2 separate regions of the Cricetulus griseus genome follow, and region 1 is linked to region 2. Evidence: chromatin contacts called from public Hi-C data. All regions are on one chromosome and are shown on one strand. Each heading gives the region's core, a stretch centred on a gene start, on an enhancer-like site or on the middle of the called end of the contact. The rest is flanking DNA. Distances are from core to core; before and after follow the strand shown.

Region 1 (6,808 bases), core at 1,174-3,673, 300 kb before region 2:
GAGTCCTGAGCAGAACCAGGGGGAAGTGTGCACAGCACCCGTGGACAGTGACCCTCTTCACTAGGTTATCAGATCCAGGAAAAGATGCGGGTTTAGGGAGACTTTGTTCTTAGTTTTGGACAAACTGAATTGAGGTGTCTCCAGGTCAACAGACAGAAAAGGCCTGAGGGAGACAGAAATAGATTAGGAACTCCAGAGAGGCAGATTCAGGATGTCCACATGTGGGAGGAGATGCTGGATGGTCCAGATGATGTCCCTGTTGTTGGAGACCTGGATGGTCCTGGGTTTGTGAATCAGCTCTGAGAATAATAGAAGGTAGAACTCATATATAGCTAGCATAATTTATTACTACAACAATGATCTATTTATTTTTAAACTTTTGTATCTATCTATCTATATCTATCTCTATATCTATATATATCTATCTCTATATCTATATATAGATCTATATATAGATCTATATCTCTATATATCTATATAGATATAGAGATAGATATATATTTTTTTGGTTTTTCGAGACAGGGTTTCTCCGTGTAGTTTTGGAGCCTATCCTGGTACTCGCTCTGGAGACCAGGCTGGCCTCGAACTCACAGAGATCTGCCTGCCTCTGCCTCCCGAGTGCTGGGATTAAAGGCGTGCGCCACCAACGCCCGGCCTTGTATCTATACTTTTATGTGTATTGGAGTCAAGCTCGGGCTACAGAAAGACCCTGTAAAAAAGGGTAAAAATGAAAATATTTCCTTTTGGTGATATACAAGACATTGTAAAGGGTCTGAGCCCAAACCCAAAGCTAGGTGAGAGTCAACTGCAGAATTAGTGAGAAACCACAGTGGAGATTGTGAGAGTCTGGGGGCTGAAGATTCTAACAGCTTGCCGGGCGGTAGTGGCAATGTGTGACATGTATGTGCACCATGTGTGTACGGTGCCCTTAGAGGTCAGAAGATGATGTGGGATCCTCTGAACTGGAGTTATAGGCAGTGGTGAGCTGGAAACCAAATGGAGTCATCTGCAAGGACAGCAAGTGCTCTTACTCACTGAGCCATCCCTCCAGCCCCTGCTTTGTCTGTTTTGATGGAGACTCAGAGATTTAGTCTAGCTGGGATCATCTGGTCACTTACATTAACAGTCTTAACAGGAGATACACATGTGACCCAGCAGCTGGGAACTAGAGGACCAGTGTCAACAGCTTTTCTAGGTACACAAGGAAGATCCAAATCCCCACTTAATAGATGGCAAAAACAAGTCTGTAAGAGAGGCAAGCCTGTCTCGGCCCACAGCAGTGTTAACAGTGGGAAGCAACTTTGGTTGAACCAGCTGGGGAACTCTAGGCCTGCAGAAGAACCTGGAGACAGAGGCCTGTTGGAGTGGCACGGAAGGGAGGAAAAGCACTTCAGGTTCAAGTTGCTAGTTTTGCAGAGTGTAAAATTACCGCACAAGTCCTAGAGAATAAACAGAGTTAACACCCCATTAAATACAATGGACTTCCGCTGTGTGCGCCAGACGTGCTAGGACTGAAACTAGCTGAGCGGGAGGGAAATGTATCACACCCGCTGCCTTCATGCTTCCAAAGAAGAAAAATCTAGAGCAGGGGCAAGAAAGCGCCCGCAGCCAGCGGCTCTGCAGGCTCAGGGCTGAGGACCTGGTAATGAAGTCTTTCTGGAAGGTAGGAAGGGCTGTGTGCAGAGTGCTATTTTTAAACCTGCTGTAGTGGCAGTTGTATTCCTGCCCTGGCACTTTCTCTTGCAAAGGAGGGGCTCGGGGGAACGCAGCCAGGAATTTAGATGCTATTTATTGTATTTCCTTTTATCAGTCAAATGATTTTCTTATTTCCCACGTAGATAAAGATCTTGCGCTCACAGCTTCGGCTTGTTGACCTTGTCAGGACTGCTGTGCTGTCTGGAAATTGGTCCCAGAGAGAGAAAAGGGCATTGTTGTTAGGGGCTGCTTGGTGGATTGGGTTTTCGGTTCTCCCAGCAGAGAGGAACTCAGTTTGCCAAATATAAATAAATAAAAACCTTCCCCTCAAAACAGAAACTGATTGTCTTATGCCTTCTTTTTTCTCTTGCAAAACTGAAAGGTTGTCCAATAAGTTTGGTTCAGTAGCCATCTGCACCTGGCTTTCCAGGAGTACACACACACACACACACACACACACACACACACACACACACACACACACTCAAACCTCTCTCCCTTCTCTCCTTTCCCTCTCTTCTCTCTCCTTTCCCTTTTTCTCTCCCCCATTCCCCATTCTTTCTCCCTCTTTTCCCTCTATCGCTCTCTTCTCCTCCCTCTTCCTCCTCTCACACTTTCTACCCCCCCTTCCCTCTCCCTCTCCCTTTCTCCCCCCCACCCCCAAACACACAGCGAATCGGCTCTGGCAGTGTTGCAGAGCCTCCTTCTTGGCAGGAAACAGGGCAGAGGGGCGGGGCCCCCTCTGTCTGGGTTGCCAGCTCCGGGCCGGTGGAGATGCCAGGACGCCTGAGCTGAGCCATGGCAGCTTCCACTCTTCTGGAAGCCTCTCGGAGCCAGCCAGGCCTCTGCCAGCTCCTTCCAGGGGCACAGTGAGGCCGCGGGGCTGCCTCTCGGCCGGAGGCCTCCTCGTGGGCTCGCTGCCCCTATTGTCTCTCCTGGCTTGGGGCTGCCGGCCAGGTTCGCAGGCAGAAGTCAGCGCCACTGCCGCTCACCTCGGAACTAGCTCAGCAGATGCTGCGGGAGGCTGGAGTTTTATTGCAAATCCTCATTTTTGGCTGGCTCACAGCTACAGAACATCAAAAGAACCAGCTAGTCTGAGGGCAGCCAGCGCCTTGCAGGCTCGCAGTGGGAAGGGTGAGGAGGTGCAGGCCTCCGGCAGGCTACGGTGAGCCGACTGAGGTTTTAACCGAGATCAGCTTTCCAGACCCCTCGGGTCCTTTCCCTCCACCGCAGTGCTTCCTGGTTGGGACGGCAGAGGGCGCTCCCTCCTCTGACAGCACTGCGACCCGGCCTGCCTTCCCACACATCTGGAAATGGGCTCTACCACTCTTTCGAAATACCAGAGAGCCAGGGATCTGTCTGTGTGAGATGTGCTGGCACCCGAGTGCGCACGCATACACATCACAAATTCCACTTTCTCATGAGTTAGATTTCCCGTGAAGAGCGCTTGTGGAATGTGGGGAATTTGCCTTGCCAAGGCGGCCAGCACATCCTATTCTTGGGCTTGTCTGGCCTCGGTTGTAATGCTTAGATGGACCACCTCTGGTCTGAAGCCTTTGCCCTCCCCTCCCACGTGGAGTGGGGAAGAAAAACAGGAGACCTCCCAGATCTTTTCCTCAAGGGAAGAAAATTTAAAATGTTGAGCGCTGACCTTATAGGCCTTCCTGATGAAAGCAGATGTGGAAGTCCAAGACAGGGTCTTCCTAATTACAAGAGATTAGGAATGCCAAAGTGACAAGCCAAGGATGGAGGAGTGAGGGGCTGAAGCCAGCCAAAAGCCCTAGTTGCTATTCTGAGACTTCACCCCCGACTTCTGAAAGCTGCATGCATTTAAATGTCCACATTTTCTGCAGAAGCCAGAAATCTCCACTTCTCTTGGCCAAACAACACATCAGTCTAATATGGTGTGGGAGAAATATGTTACATTCTTTTATGAACAGAATGTTAACATCACCCAGAATCAATATTTATATCCAAGAACACAATGAACCGGCTTGTTTTGTACTGCATGACTTTAAGACAGGGACAGACAAGCTGAGGTTCAGGCATCCCAAAAGGGTTCTTCCTGGAAGACTGGGGTTGGGTCCCTTTCTGGCTCCACAGTCCTCTTGTCTCTTGGGATTGTAAGAAGACACCAGAGCAAGCAAAGCAGGAACCAGTGATGAGGTCCCGGATGTGAGACAGCATGGGCGGCATCCGTAGGCAGGTCAAGGCCTCCTCCTGTCAAGTGAGGAGAGGGCCAGGGTTGCATCCGGTCTTTCCTGCTGAATTGAGACTAGGTGCTGACACAGAACAGACAGGAACTAGAGGGAAGTGATGCTGTTCCCTCATAGGTGTTCTTTTTGGATCAGGCAATTACTTTCAGGTGAGGCAGGGACTGGGAAAGAGGCCTACCGCTATCAAATGTCTTTGTTTGTTCCTTTGCATTGATTTTTTTTTTTTTTTTTAACCTTTCTTCCTCTGGAGACAGCTCAGAGCCCGGAGTCAGCTACTTGTTCCCTGCATGTAAAATCTTTACCTAATTAAAACAAAAACAAAGGCCTTTCCCAGAAGATTTTGTGTTTCCCAGCAACATAGAATCTCAAAATGGGAGCTTCCTCTCTACCCTCTTCAATGTGAGGTCTCAATGAGACCTCCTTTTGCAGAGCAAGTTGGTCGTCTTCGTTTTCAGATGAGGCACTGAATGCTAGAGCTTGCAGCAACAGTACTTGTCTCTCATTAAATACCTGGAGCTCATTACCACATATCCTGCAGCAGTCTTTAGTGCCTTAATAGGCATGATCATCAAGAAAGATCCTTTGGTTTAGAAGGAAGATTAAGGAATGATTAATCTTGGCCCCATTTAGTTGTGGGTCAAGTCCTCAGAGAGTGAAACCCCTCTTTGCAGGTCCATAATTGGTAATTTTTTTTTTTGTAGTCTCTAGCCTTTCCTATGTGTTGTTAGTGTTTAGTTGTTGCAGTGTGCTTGGTTTGTCCTACTATATTCACCCAGCTCTTTTCTGTTTTGAGACAAGATCTCACTCTGTAGTCCTGCTGGCCTGGAACTCACTATGGAGACCAGGCTGGCTTTGAACTCAGAGATCATCCTGTTTCTGTCTCTTAAATGTTGGGATTAAAAGCCTGTGCCACCATGCCCAGCTTTTCATCCAGTTCTTACAGACAAACAGTAAATATCCCAATCACATTTGCTATAAAATCAGTCAAGATAAACAGATACTGCCATGCCAGAAGGAAGTCTAGTGTCTTCTTTCCAGATGCACGGCTCCCTTGCTCAATCTCTGGCAGGAAACCTATTTGAGTACAATCTGTAACCGATGTAGAGAGGCCTGCTGATTTAAGCCAGTAGAAAATCTACCTCTGTCCACATGCTCTTCCGGTGTCAAGGAAAAGGAAAAATAGTCAAGGTGAGCAGCAGGGCAAAGCATAGAACATGACATCTTTACCCAGGGGTGGCAGAGGTTGGTAGGTGACTTTGCCTAAGCTTCCTCTAAGTCAACCCTATGTCCAAACTTACCTTTTCAGCACTAGTCCATTAACAGAGATGCCTCCTTAACACTCACAAAAACCCCTCAGTTCCAGCCACTTCCTTCTGCCCCAGCCTGCCTTCCTCTAAGCTCTCTCATCATATATTGGCCCTATTCATCAAAGCATCTCCTTCCATCTTTCCCACCTCTAAATCATGCTCTGTTTTGTTCTTTCTTTACCTTTATTTGGGATTACAGGCATTCTCCACTAATCCTGTTTTAGTCATGTTATTTAGGGCTTTGTTAGGAAGCGCAGACATGTCTGTATTACATATTTTTAATATTTTGATAGCTATATTTCAGTATAGTGGATTTCTTAACTTCTTGTTGCTGTTGTGAGGCAGGGTCTTGCTATGTAGCCCTGGCAGGCTGGGAACTCTGTAGACCAGACTGGTCTCAAACTCGGAAAGATCTGCTTGCTTCTGCCTCCTGAGTGCTGGGATTAAAGACATGCCACCATGTCTGGCTAGTTTTCGTTTTTGTTTTGTAAGTGTAGTTGGAAACATTGCTTTTAGAAGGGCTGGTTCATAGCTTTCATTGGATTGCCACAGGGATACATGACAAAAGAAAAAAATGGCTATGAATTTCTGAGTTAGTTTATTATCTTCTGATGTTACTGCTTTTCGAAAACAGCTGTGGTTGTTTTTTTTTTTTTCTCTGCTACAAATTAAAAGTAAAGTCCCTTAGCATGGCATCTGATGCTCATTACAGCCTACTTGCCTAACACTTCACTGTCTGCAGTCCCTAGGAAGTACTCAGGGCCTTGCACGTTGCTATGTAAGTGCTCTACCACAGAGCTACCTGGCTATTTCTAGTTTCTTTTAAAACAACAACAAAACTACCTTGCTGTAGTACCCAGCTTAAAGCTGTTATAGTGATAAAGCTCTTTTTTGAACAACCATTGAATCCTTCCTTTGTATTTTTTCAGAACGCTTGGTTCACAGCTGTTTGACCACTTATCAGACCCCATTGTAGTTAGTCTTTGTATTTTTCTTTCTTTCTTTTTTTAAAATTTATTGTTGTACTATAAACTAGCTCCCAGAGGAGAGGAACTTCCTCCACTTTTCACCCAAAGCACAGAGAAATGTTCAAATGGGATGAATGACTACATCTAAAACATTCATTCTCCCAAGTGGTGAGTAAAATCCAGTGACCATGTTAGTCTGCCTTAAAAAAAACAACAACAACAAAAAAAAAACCCGGAACTTCTTTTCATAAATAGAAGGCTACTTAAAGCATCCAGCCTGGAGATAAATAGGTTATCATCTCACATTCCATTGCACAGGCCCGGCTGACTGAGGAGGGTAAAAATCATCTCAGCAGCCATTTGCTCTGGGCTGCATCTCCCATGTCTTCTCATATTACCCTTCTTTCAGTGATGCCAAATATACTTCTGGCCAGTCTCCCCGGCACACGCTTCCCATTGCTTCCTAGTCTTTTCTAGCCATCAGCTTTATGGTATGATTTTTATATCCTATAACACTCAGCTGCTTTTGGCCAATCTTAAACAAAGGCAGACGCAAGGTTTTAAATTTTCCTTTCCTAAGGAGCTTGAGGAATTAAAAAGGAGACCATTCCTTAATTTCATA
Region 2 (6,732 bases), core at 2,141-4,640:
ACCCTGGACCACTTGGAAGGGCTCCTGTGAACGCTGGAAGTGGTATACATAAAGTACTGAGCACAGCCTTGACTGTAGGCACCACGGCAAAGGGTGCTACCAGCAGTGGCCACTCAGCATAGGTCTGGCTGCCAAAACCCTGAAGACTTCACTATGCGACTGTTTATTCCTAATGAGCCACCCTCCAGTGAACCATCCTCAGCATATCCCGAGTCTGTTATGGAAGCGAGTTTAAGTCATGTTTCTTGCTCTCTTTCAGATCTGTAAGAGCAAAACTCAGGAATCTCAGCAGTATTACCATAGCTTGGCTGTCCGGCAGAGTCTGGCTGTGCATTTTAATATCCAGCAGGACTGTGGTCATTTCCTTGCTGAAGTCCCTAATCGTCTGCTTCCCTGGAAGGATCCTGATGCTCCTGAAAAGGCAGAGGATGAAACTGAAAACAGTGAGGAAGAGGTGAAAGCAGAAACTGCCAGGGGAAATCCCCAGTCCTGCTCTGAAACAGAGTCATCCCAGAAAGAGAACCAACAAGTCACGAACAGGAAGCAGAGAAGCCACGTTGTAGTCATCACCAGAGAGGTTCCTCATCTCACTGTGGCTGACTTTGTGCGAGATTCCCTGGCCCATCATGGGAAGAGCCCTGACTTGTATGAGAGGCAAGTGTGTCTGCTACTCTTACAGCTATGTTCTGGCCTTGAGCATCTCAAGCCCTACCATGTCACTCACTGCGATCTGCGCCTAGAGAACTTGTTGCTTGTCCAGCACCAGCCTGGGGGAGCTGCCCACGGCCCTTCACCTACAGACCCTTGCCCCACCTCGGCTTGTCCCACAAGGCTCATTGTGAGCAACTTCTCTCAGGCCAAGCAGAAGAGCCATCTGGTGGATCCCCAGATCCTCCGAGACCAGTCCCGCCTTGCCCCAGAGATTATCACAGCCACCCAGTATAAAAAGTGTGATGAATTCCAGACAGGCATCCTCATCTATGAGATGCTACACCTGCCCAACCCTTTTGATGAGAACCCAGAGCTGAAGGAGAAGGAGTACACACGCACAGATCTGCCTCGAATCCCTCTCCGCTCCCCATACTCTTGGGGCCTGCAGCAGCTTGCTAGCTGTCTCCTAAATCCCAACCCTTCTGAACGCATCCTCATTTCTGACGCCAAAGGCATCCTCCAGTGTCTGCTCTGGGGCCCCCGGGAAGATCTCTTCCAAACCTTCACCACCTCTACAACCCTAGTACAGAAGAACGCCTTGCTCCAAAACTGGTTGGACATCAAGCGCACACTGCTGATGATCAAGTTTGCTGAGAAGTCCCTGGACAGAGAGGGGGGAATCAGCCTCGAGGATTGGCTTTGTGCTCAATATCTGGCTTTTGCCACTACAGACTCCCTGAGTTATATTGTAAAAATCCTGCAACACCGTTAATGTGGCCTGGACATTGTTCTTCTTATTAAATATTTCCACCTTCTTCATGTCGCCCTCATGTCCCTGTCCTAGTGCTCTCACTCAGAATTCAAGGAAAGGAGAGACGCTAATTTGCCGTCCTCGTCCGCGAGCAGAGGGAGCCATTCAGCAAGGTCATCCACAGCTTTGCACAGTGAGAAGCCGAATGTCTCCTTACTGTACAGAAATTCAACTGCACAACCGTGCAATCACCTTCCCTTGGAACATTTGTCATCTGAATAGCCCCACAAATACGGGGTCAAAAATGAAATGCACATTCATGAAGGACCAGCTCCAGTGGAGTGAACTTAGTAAGCAGTGTCCACCTCTTCCATAACTCTGACGCTTGCCTCTCCTAACTAGCTAGCAGTGCATGTCACCAATATCAGCTGTCATCCAGTAATGCTCACACAGCAGCTTCCTCTTCCTTAGAGTATCAATAACTGCCTCTTTCCCAGGAGGACATGCCATTTTGCTTAGTTTTAGTTACTGGCAACAGACAAGCCTTTGTTCTGGTATAAGGTGAAGGGGGAGGAGAGATTCCTGTCTGTTGGATCATGGGTCGTCCATTTCCATTTTTTGTTCTCAGTAAAGGTACCCTGCACAGAGAGCAGCCTGACAGCCGTAACCCCACTGCCACTGCTTGGCTGTCCTTTACCTTTACTCTGTCCCAGCCTGCTGAAGTCTGTGGCCCATTCCAGAGCTGACCAAAGGTGGTGTCACCAGTGCCTCAGCAGGATGGAATGCAGTTCAGATTTTATGAATAGTTGGCAGGACATGAGGAAATAATGTCCTTGTGTGTGCAATCCTCCAGGGGCCCTCAGGGAACAGACTTTAAAGTACTGTTCTTGACCACTGTCAGACCGATCAGCAGGGCAGCCGGGCTGGTGGTGCCTGAGTCAGTTTCCCCCACAAGCAGTAACTGGCCACCTCCCTTCCATCAGTAGCCAGTATTAACTACCCTGCCAAATGCTGTAGACAACATCTCTGAATTGAAATGGCTGTCCACTTAGCATTAACATCGCCTCAGAAAGCACCTCAAAGCTGGCTAGTTGAATGGCCAGAAGACAAGGGAGGAGGGGAAGGCCACTAAGATGGCTGACCTGCTCCTAAGGATGCCAGTCTCTTTCAGAAAGACTGCCTCCCAGAGTGAGTGCTCCTAAGACTTTGCAGTGGCCCTGGAGCTCAGCTCACAGGAAGGCTGATGGCTGCAGTGGATGGCTGAGAGCTGTTCCCGTGGGACCTGTGCTCTCCCATAATTATGTGCAATTTTTGTATGTATTTTTAATCTGTATATTACAGTGTTTATGTTGCAACTTTACCTGAGTGAGAACTACAGAAACCTTACTTCCCGTGGCACATACTTGCGCTAAGAAGCAAGTGTTCTTTCCACCTGTGTGTGTTTGTATGCTCATGCACTTGTTTTATTCAAAACTGTGAGTATCTGTTTACTTCAACCTTGAAATCCCAAGAGTCACTTGAATGGTGAGCGTATACACATGTGTGCCTGTGTGCACGCACATGCTGGAGATAGGGGCCAGGCCTCCAGGGAAGCAACCTGTGGCAGGGTTGACAGACATGTTCTCTATACCCTGCCAGTGCAGAACCCCGGGGAGCCCCTAATCCACCAGCGCAGGGTTGTCTTAAAGCCAAGACTGATTGTGCAGTATTACTTGGGTGGCACCTTAGTGGCCTTGGAAATTTCTAGACTTAACATTTTTAACAGCCTTTCATGTGATTCACCCTTATCAAAGAGGATCGAAAAAGGTGAATGTATTTTATTATGCATTTTTAAAGAGAATAATACGTGTGAGGCTGCATATGGAGAATGGCCTTGTGTTCCTGGCTAGGACTCCGAACTCCCAGGAAAGAGGGCTAGTTGGCTCACAGAGAGTCTTGTCTCTTCTAGATAGCATGACCATGGAGTTGGGCAGCCATGAGTCATGGCTGCATCACGCCTGGCAGGCTGGGGTTTGATTCCTCTTACGTAGCCCATGTGCACATAACTCCCTGCCTAATTATGCACTGAACTGGCAGCATAAAGACCATGGACCACATCAGCTGGCACAGCCCTTCACTTCCCACAATGTTTGCAAATGGAGACATACCTTCTCAATGTCGCTCTCATGGTGCCTTCCCGTGTAAATCTGAATGTTGACTATTTGATGAGGTTACATATTTAATGCAGAGTATTCCCTAGTCCCCTCTGTTTGTTCTGTCAGTAGTGGTTTCTTTCCTTTTGTTTTTCTTTTTTTTTTTTTTTCTTTTTTTTCCGTTACCTTGGATCCAGCCTTCTTTCACGATGCGGGAGAACACACACGCACACTTCCACTACCACTGTCTGACCACACTGCTAAACTGAGCGCTCTTCCTTCCATGTGTCTCTTACTGTCCACACTAGTGAAGGGCAAAAATGAAAGCCAGCTAACAAGAGAAGAGCCTCGGGCTTCCCGGAGACGGTGGCTGTGTGACTTGTCTCTGGGGGATGGCTGCAGAATGTGAGGGGGAGGGAAGAGCGTGTCCTAGGTTTGGTCAGCACAGAGACGAGAACTGTATTTCTAGGCAGGAAGGGGGTGGTCCTCTGAGAATGTCTCAAAATAATGAAATCCAGTCAATATAACTTTACCACAGATACTTTATATTCCGATTTTAATCCATTCATTGACTAGAAGGAAACCCTACCCTCTGCAGCCACACACACACACACACACACACACACACACACACACACACACACACACCTTTTATATATACATATATTATGAATTCTGGAGTGTCACTAGCGTAGTGCTTGAAGTTTTCACAAGTAACAGCTGCATTGACCAGATTTTTTTTTTCTGTTCTATTAAAGTCTATGCCATAGATTCTTCCATTATGTTAAGAGTTTGAACAACTGAGCCCCTATTGGAGCTTTTCCTTTAGCCACATGAGCAATCTCAGCACATGTGGGTGCTAGAGAAACAGAGCTGTGGCTATAGCAGGCCAGAGTAAATGTCTCTCAGAGTGCCTTGTTAGCATAGTCATCTAGCCATGGGAAGAAGAATTATTTCCTGGAAAGGCCTAGGCTACCAGCAGCCTCCTGTGCCACAGAGGAGAGCCCTTTGGGGATGTGTACACCCACAGAGTGTGCAAAAGTTCACCATAAGAGACAGCAGTTAAATGAGCAAACGAGCAACAAAACCTGTGGGAAAACAGCATGCGATTCATGAAAACCACCAACCCCAAAGCAGAGTTAGATTGGAAGGCAAAGCGATGGCAGTGGGTTTCAGGATTTGTTCTCAAGAGATGGTCTGGATGCGTCATTGGGGAACGTGCACTCGTACTCCCAAACTGCTAGTGCTGAGGGCCGAGAAGTACACCACTCAAGAGCTAGTCAGAGCAGCCTCCCATTGTAAGAAGTGCCAGTTCTGCCTCTGAGCTCAGGGTGTATTCATGAACATGGAAATCTAAACCTCCAGGAAGATCGATCTGTCTAAGAGTAAAAACTCCTGCTATCGCAAAGTTCCATGAAAGATCTTGAAGCCCAAGTAGTAGTAGGTCATGGAAGGCTAACACTCAGCTTTCCAAGTTTAATTTATCCAGTACTGGAAAATCACCAGACATTAGCTGGTGACCTGCAGTCAGGATTTTCCCTTAGCTTTTACCCAGAGTCATCTGAAAAGATACAGGCTAGTCTCAAAAGCTGGGATGGATTTTGGAGGCTTCATTATATTTGAAGTAATCGTGAGTATATAAAGCATACACACACTTGGAAACAGAACAAGAGGAACTCAGCCCCCTGGGCCAGCTCTGGCATGCTTGTCATTCCCCTCACTAGTGGATAAGGATTGAGATTCTGATCCAGCCTAATAAGTGAACAGGATGGCTGCCCATAAAACTGGGTTATTAGATTTACCTCATTGAAGCTCATATCCTCAAAGGCCCAAAGTGTTGCGCTGAGACAAACCCAAGTACCACTCCTGCTGAAGTGTACACTGGGGTCCATCTGCCCACACTCACAGCAGTGAATAGGTGGGGACACCATGGACCAAAACCAGTGCCCCAAAGGAAGTCCGAAGAGCCATAATGCAAGGTCCTAGACAGGTTATACCAAAGAAGCCAAGCCTTTTCACCTTGCTTCTTAGATGACGGGATTGAACTGTGGCAGATGCCAGAGGAAGGGAGTTTGCACACATTTCATGACCAGGGTAATTCAACTGGTAAGTCCATCCTCAAAAAAGAAAAGGACAAAAAAAGTTCTATTATTTTCAGGCAGTCCATTGTGTACATAGGAAAAAGAAGGTGATTGTGGTGGTGGGAGTAAGGGGAGTGGCAGTAGCCGGAGCAGAGTGAAATTCTCTGGTATCTAAGAAGGAGGAACTCTTAACTAGCTTGCTCACCGTGACTGGCTATTGCCCAGACTGTCGGCATGGGGACACCATGACTGTAATATTGAAAGCTTGGGTTTGAGGTGATTTTTTTTTTTCTTAAAAAGAAGGTGCTTTCAAAAGGTTTGTCTAAAGAACTCTTGGGAAATTTCTTAACACACTGTACCATCTTTATGAACCTTCCTGCGAAGGCAATTGTCATCAGCATTACCGTCACCTAATGTGTAAAAGTACCCAGACTGTCCAAGGTGCTACACAGCTGTCAAACACCTACCCCTGCAGCTGTTTTAAATTAGAGACCTCTGCATCAGCTGCCGCTGGAAATTTTGCCCACTTAGATGGGCTACAGGGGTGTGCATTCTGAATATTCTATATTACATTCCCTCTTCAAGAGCCTCTACATCTGTTCCTGCTTCCCACCCTACCCTACCCCCATGTTGTTTTTTTTTTTTTTTAAATCGGGAAAGTTTCAGGGAATTAATAGAGATTGGGGTTTTTTTTTAAACCCAGCAGAATCAGAGTTATATATTTTGCTATGAACATTGTTATGGTACAGAAAATCCACTTTGCCCATTGGTTTGTGGCTAGTATGTGTGTCTGAACTCTTGGTGACTCAAATGTTGAGCCAACCCTATGGCTTCTGTGTAGTGTTGTTGAAAGATTAAACCACACAGCTTTAGGAAGCCCACTCAAATTGTTCCTTTCTTGCCCCCAATGCCTCACCAATTCTAGACAGTTGTGTGTGAACACACTGGGCTGGGTTTTCTGTTCATTATCTGGAGGGTGTTTTGTTGGGAGATAGACACAGAAGCAACATGTCACTTGTCCCAGTGATTTGGATCATGGCAGTCTTTACCTCTCTAATTCTCCACGACACTGCCCACACTCTGTATTGGAAAATCTTGTTTCTCTTCCTCCAGCGTT

What was found. Hi-C and Micro-C count contacts between places; a contact is called where the count stands out from the background.
Region 1: a Hi-C map of the CHO-K1 cell line shows a contact between it and region 2, with 2.9 times the contacts expected there. The contact joins two enhancer-like sites. A contact is called at or near these places in 3 of 8 Hi-C or Micro-C datasets (all in the CHO-K1 cell line).

What each region holds. Positions count from the first base shown.
Region 1 is chr4:168,012,561-168,019,368 of CriGri-PICRH-1.0, reverse strand. No RefSeq gene overlaps it. Among named protein-coding and RNA genes, the nearest start is that of Hmg20a, 89 kb to the right of the region's middle. Within about 2 kb of position 2,423, at least 6 of the 6 cell types and tissues checked have open chromatin away from gene starts, as enhancers often do. A contact at or near this core is called in the CHO-K1 cell line, where this site is marked.
Region 2 is chr4:167,716,354-167,723,085 of CriGri-PICRH-1.0, reverse strand. Peak1 (inactive tyrosine-protein kinase PEAK1) reads left to right here. Exons shown (of 7, transcript XM_027415020.2): 7 at 260-6,732. The coding sequence ends at 1,423. It overlaps LOC118238688 (a long non-coding RNA gene), which reads right to left and starts at 264. Exons shown (of 3, transcript XR_004769621.1): 1 at 1-264. Within about 2 kb of position 3,390, at least 2 of the 6 cell types and tissues checked have open chromatin away from gene starts, as enhancers often do. A contact at or near this core is called in the CHO-K1 cell line, where this site is marked.